2 separate regions of the Mus musculus genome follow, and region 1 is linked to region 2. The links are chromatin contacts, called in public promoter capture Hi-C maps. All regions are on one chromosome and are shown on one strand. The core of a region is the stretch at or near the end of the contact, and the rest is flanking DNA. Distances in the headings are between cores, read along the strand shown.

Region 1 (2,844 bases), core at 281-2,780, 670 kb before region 2:
CAGCCACAAGCCCAGCTTCAAGTTAATGTTACCCAAATCCCATCAGTACATATGACAGATAGCAGCGTTTGAATTTTACAAATGGAGAGAAACTGCAGACAGCTAGAATCAAGCTTCCATTCACTTTGTAGAGCACAGTCTCAGAAGACAAAAAGAAAAAAAAAAAAACTATGACATCACTGTCTCCTCGTCTGTATTCCCATCCTTCCCACTTCCCACTTCCCCTTCCCTGCTTTCCCAGCGCGCCCACTGCTGGGGCATGTTAGGCTCAGGCGGTGGAGGCCTACTCCTGCAGTGGTTCATGGGATAAAGTTTCCTTAACTTCTTCAGTGGGCATCATTTTCTTTAGCATTAAAGAGAAGCAACTCTATTTATAGAGATAAAGGTGGACCGTTTAAAGGGATAGAAAGCAAAGCAATGCAAATAATACCTCTACAAAGATAGGGCTTTTCAATGTACATTAAACCCTTGGTATGCTGAGAAGGAAATTTAAAGTTATACTGAGTCAGTTTTCACACACAAGGTGATCTATTTTAGATCATTACTAGTTTTAAATTAATATAAAATCAAATGTGTCTATAAAAGATGAAATACTAACAGTTAAACATGATTATATAACTCAAAACCCTGGGAAGAGGGTATCAGAGTATAACAAACCGCATGAGGAAAATTCCAGTATTCAGACACTTATTCCAAGGAAAGGAAAATAGCTTTTCTAAAGCTTTATTATTAATCACTGAAAATTAGAGATTCCAACCAAGAAGCCAAAACTACAGAACATCAGTATTCAATAGCAGTGCGAGAGTCAGTCCTAGCACTGAAAGCATGCTTCTAGATGACTTCCCTGCCCTTCCCCAATAAGTATTGCTCTTACCCATGTCGTACTTGAAGCCAAACTTCCTGCTGTGTCCTAGGTTTATAGGTGTGAACCTGGGTAGGTCCATAATGTGTGTGTGTGTGTGTGTGTGTGTGTGTGCACACGCGTGTGCGCGCACGTGCATGGATGTGCACACCTGCAGGACAGAGTCTTTAAAATAATATCAAATATAACTGTTCATTTTAAGAATCAGCACCAGAAAATTTCCTATGTGGTATAACACATATTCACAGCTCCATAACCATTCTCCACAATTGACCAAGCTCAGTTCTGTGTTATGGCATTGATACAAACTAATGAGAGAACTAAATCCCCAGGGTCCATAATAAATCCCTAAGAGGAGAGGTGAAACACTCACAAGTCAAGGATTTGTAACTTCTAGACAAAAGCTAGAAGTACATATGGTTTCCCAAATGATAAGGGAATAAAAGGAAAAAGGAGCCTGTAAAACAGATGTAGTGGACTGAAAGCAAATATTTACTGAGTCAAAATGTCATTTTCTGTTATAGTCATATGGGCATGCATATACATTACAAAGGTAGGCAGGAAGCCTTGTCAATGTCAGAAACTGTCAGGCACAAGGTGATAAGCCATACGGGACAACAGATACCAGAGCCCAGCAAGCAGAGCAAAGGCAAAAATAAAAATTTAAACCAAACACGCATTGATTTGACTGTCACGGTTGATGGGGTTTGGCAGGCTCCCTGGCAGGGTCTGTTTTATATTGAGAAATAACAAACGTCTGCTTTCTCTGCCGACATGTTTGCAGTGAGGTGTAGGACACAGGAAAGACTAAGCAACATTTAATTGTTGCTCCGGCATTAGAATAAGCTGAAAAAGATCTGGGCAGAACACAGAGAGCAGCACATTAGGATTCTCTTGTGGCATCCTGGAAACCCAACAAAGGAAATGTTAACATGTTTTCCATTCTCTCAGCCGAAAGCATAATTCTCCAGTTTCCTGGATATACTAATTTCATAAAGAATAATTTAAGTGTTATATAGAACACACACAATCAAAAGGAAAAGACAGGCTGCAAAATCTTTCTTCCTTTTAATTGTTTATTCATTTTGATTGGGATTGGAAGGCCTTTAAAAAAAACAATAAATGCCTGGCAGCTATAAATAATTAAAATCTAGCAGAGCAATAATAATTACAAGAAAGAAAGTGTCCATCTTGATTATACACATTTCCGGTGAAAAGAATGGGAGAGACTACCACATACTGAACAGTCAGCTATGAAAGCAAAAACAGATAGTAATCATTATAGGGATATAAGGAAAACAGCTGCCATTCCAAGGTCAGAGGCATAATTTCTATAATTACCCACAACAGTCTTGTAGAAGTATATTCTTGTAACAAGATGAACAGTTTATTTCCAGGACTTAAAACAATGCAAAGACAGTTTGCACCAGGATGTGCCCTGTTCAGGTTGGTATCGTTTGGATAGTCAGTGAGTAAAAAAATATCACAGGTAAGAAACAGACTATTCAGAGCAAGTACGAGATCTGTAGTTTGCCTCATTTATTTAAAGTTAGTGTATGTTAATCACACAAAATAAAAATAACTAGTTTCATTGTGAACTATTCACGGCTTCACCTGCTGTCCTCTGATCACGGTCACCCCCATTACTATCTTTCCTCCCATACCATTACCATCTCTTACAGTCTTTCCTCCCATTACCATCTCTTACAGTCTTTCCTCCCATTACCATCTCTTACAGTCTTTCCTCCCATTACCATCTCTTACAGTCTTTCCTCCCATTACCATCTCTTACAGTCTTTCCTCCCATTACCATCTCTTACAGTCTTTCCTCCCATTACCATCTCTTACAGTCTTTCCTCCCATTACCATCTCTTACAGTCTTTCCTCCCATTACCATCTCTTACAGTCTTTCCTCCCATTACCATCTCTTACAGTCTTTCCTCCCATTACCATCTCTTACAGTCTTTCCTCCCATTACCATC
Region 2 (3,207 bases), core at 302-2,801:
CTATCTCTAGCTTTGGTATGGGTCTTGAAGTCAAATAGACTCTAGGAAGGAAGCAGGGTAGATTGTCTTGGCTTAGTGCTTGGAAGAGGGAAGACCCTCATAAAATATGAGCCTGAATGGGGAGCCTTTGCTAGACTAGATGATTAGCAAGATGTTGCTTAGTTACCAATCCCAAGGGGTGCCCTCAATTAAACTGGCCAGCTGTTATCCAAGTCTTAGAATAGAGACACACAGTGGCTCAGAAAAGCTATAAGGCAGAGCAGTGATATGTCATATTTTTCTACATATATAAGGATGCAGGAATGCTATGCTAACAATGATTCTTATCATCTAAAATTTTATAATAACAACTCAAGTATATTATAATCTAGCAATACCTAGCAGCCTTCTTAGAATTATGAGTTCTGTTTAATATTTAAAGCTGAAGTACTTCATGTGAGACTTATACTATTTCTGGAATACAAGCTGGTTCAGAAGTACAGATTACCTTCCTTGGTTTTATTAACAAATATTTGATTACATGTTGTTTATAGCAGCACTTACATATGTTGAAAATGTAAAAGTAAATTGGTGGCAAAGCGGTGTATTTAGTCCAATTGTTTGCTGTATAAATGGCTCTTAGGACTCCTTGTAATGGCTCTACAGATTACAGGCTGGAACTATTGATATGTCCTATGCATTTTATGACAGGATACGTCAAGGAAGGTTAAGATAACACTGCTGTACAAACATCCCGCTCTGAGATTATGGCTTTCTGAAATTCACTCTACTGCATTTTCATAATGAAAACATTCTATTCTGCACACAGTCTACTCTACAAACATCCTCTGTAAACCCCTTGAAGCACAAAGCCCCAGTGTCTGAAGACATCATGGGGGGGCATTGATAATTTGCAGACCCTCCCCTCCCCCGTGCCATTGATCACCCCCTCCCCCAAACTGGTGCATTTTACTGTTGCTCTGCCCCCATCTTGTCTTGAACAATTAATGTCCACGTTGGCACTGCCTATAACTCTGTTGCTGTTGCTTCAGGAAGTGCCCAGCTCTCCCTTCTGACAGTCTTAAAAACTGAAGACGACTTAAGTACACTGTTTCCTGATTTGCAATAATCCCAGGGGTTCGTCTGAGCTGAGTTTCTACAGTGGAGGAACCCAGGGGCCTTTGCGTTACCCTTGCGTTACCTAGTGGGAGAGGAGCAGCGATTCACCCAGAATTCTCTGAACCCTAACACAGGTTTGAAAACTCTTGATTTCACCCTCCCACTCACAAACCTCCAGTTCCCTGAGGGGTCAAGTGTCACACTGAACCTAGGCATGCATGCGATCCTCCACTGCTCTTTGCTAAAGAAAGGCCCCTGCAAGCTGCCATGAGATTGGGCGATACTCTTTCCAGAGCCTGCTTTCTGCCCCGGGAACCTTGGCTTCATCCTGTCGGTTGAATACCTGCAACTGTGTGCACAGCAACCAAAGCTTACTCTAGCAAGTGCAATGCTTGTCAATTGCCTTACCTGGGCTTCCCACCCTCCTGCTTTGTGTGAGCCGCAAGGGTTGCCGTCCAAGTTTCTCAGTGTGCCAGCGCAGCGCTGAGCCTGTATTTATGGGCAGAGCACACCCCAATCCCACCCACTAATCCTGTTTCCACAGGCTGCTAACTCAGAAGCAAACTTTTCCTCTCCCAAGCAATTGTCTTCTCTGGGTTAAGACGTTCCTTGTTTGTTTGTTTGGTCTTTTTTAAAGCAGTCGTTGAAAAGGCTGTTGATTTTGTTTGAGTACCAGCGTTTTTTAACTGTTGTTGAAGGTATTATTGTGAGTAGTTTTGGAAAAGCTGGGCAGTATGCCAAGTCCAGGTAAGCTTTAAATGAAGACGTTTGATTGGTCTGAAGGCTGATTTGTCTGTATGTGATTGGATAGAAGTTGTGGTTTATAGGTATTCATTTCCTCCCTCTTGGGCAGATTGCATTTATTTAGCTTTTTTTTTTTTTTTTTTTTTCTTAAGGATGATTCACAGTTCTAATCCTTCTTACAGTTATACAGCTGGCCATGCTCGATCACAAGACATGTTATTTTCCACAATATCATTTTTTGTGTGCGCTTTAATCACAGGTATAAACCCCGCAAATCATCGCCATGGACTCTTCAAACTCGGAGAGGTTATTGAAGAAAGGAAGGATAGGATAATGTTGTGAGCTAATAATGGCCCTGATGATTAATATATGTGTACAAATGTGTGTTTGTGGGTGTGCATCGCAACATCAGGAGATCACAAAGAATGACCACACAGTACCACCTCAGTAGCATAAAAGAATTACCCTCGCCTACGCATCTCAAAGCTACTGTAGATATTGGCTTCGTTTCAGGACTGATGTACCAAGGATGCCACAGATACCCCAGTATGTGCAGGATGTTGTAATAATTACCTCATCTTTGTTGTACCATAACCAGAGCTTTACCAGCATGAAATTAGACACAGGAATACTCCAGGATAGCTGTTATATCATTATAGTGAATTACAGCAAATTAGAGATGTTTTTAATTACCAAGAGGTATGGTTGAGATGTGTTTTAAAGGAATCCATGTGCTGTAATTCCCAGGACCTCATCAGATGATCATACACAGAGAGAGGGTCTTAAAGAGAGATTAAGCATTTGTTAAGTATGTGCAAGGCTCTGAATTTGATTCTAAGTACCACAGTAAGTAAATAAAATGAAAGTAATTGAAATAAATGAATAAGAAATTTAAAGTAAGTGAAATAGGTCATTAGACTGGGTTCTAATCTAATATGACTGTTATTCTCATAGGAAAGAAACTTAGGTCAGAGACACAGGCACATAATGACTTCATCTACAGGCCAAGAAGAGAAGAACCTAACGCTGCTGACACATCAATGGTCTGTGTGGAGCCTCCAGGATTGAGCGAAGGTGAATCGCCGATGCTTCAGCCTCCCAGGCTGTCCTGTTCCTGTGGAAGCAGGGACCCTACGTTCATCCCAAGCCTCTTCCTCTTCCTCAGTTCACTCTATGTTCACGACTATGTCGCTCTGAACTGTTGCATGGAACTCTGTTACAGGCGTGGAAACTAAAGTTTCAGGGTGTTCAGTGTCACCTCTGATATCATCATCCAGAGTGTGGAAGCAGGATGCTGACTGTAATTGACCCGAAATCCCACCCATTTCCCAATGCCTAAGATAGTGGAGTAGAAGAGCCCTGGCT

The links. Promoter capture Hi-C pulls out the DNA fragments that hold promoters and counts their contacts.
Region 1: a promoter capture Hi-C map of the HPC-7 cell line shows a contact between it and region 2, with 5 times the contacts expected there. The contact joins the enhancer-like site here to the promoter of Agr2 in region 2. A contact is called at or near these places in 7 of 39 promoter capture datasets (3T3-L1-derived adipocytes, the C10 cell line, the HPC-7 cell line and 4 more), 2 of 484 Hi-C or Micro-C datasets (cerebellum and ventral hippocampal neurons) and 1 of 9 other capture datasets (liver).

Annotation. Positions count from the first base shown.
Region 1 is chr12:36,665,672-36,668,515 of GRCm38.p6, reverse strand. The region is part of intron 9 of Crppa (CDP-L-ribitol pyrophosphorylase A); the gene reads right to left. Among named protein-coding and RNA genes, the nearest start is that of Mir5099, 150 kb to the left of the region's middle. Within about 2 kb of position 1,530, at least 8 of the 459 cell types and tissues checked have an H3K27ac peak or open chromatin away from gene starts, as enhancers often do.
Region 2 is chr12:35,991,269-35,994,475 of GRCm38.p6, reverse strand. It overlaps Agr2 (anterior gradient 2), which reads right to left and starts at 1,551. Exons shown (of 8, transcript NM_011783.2): 1 at 1,507-1,551.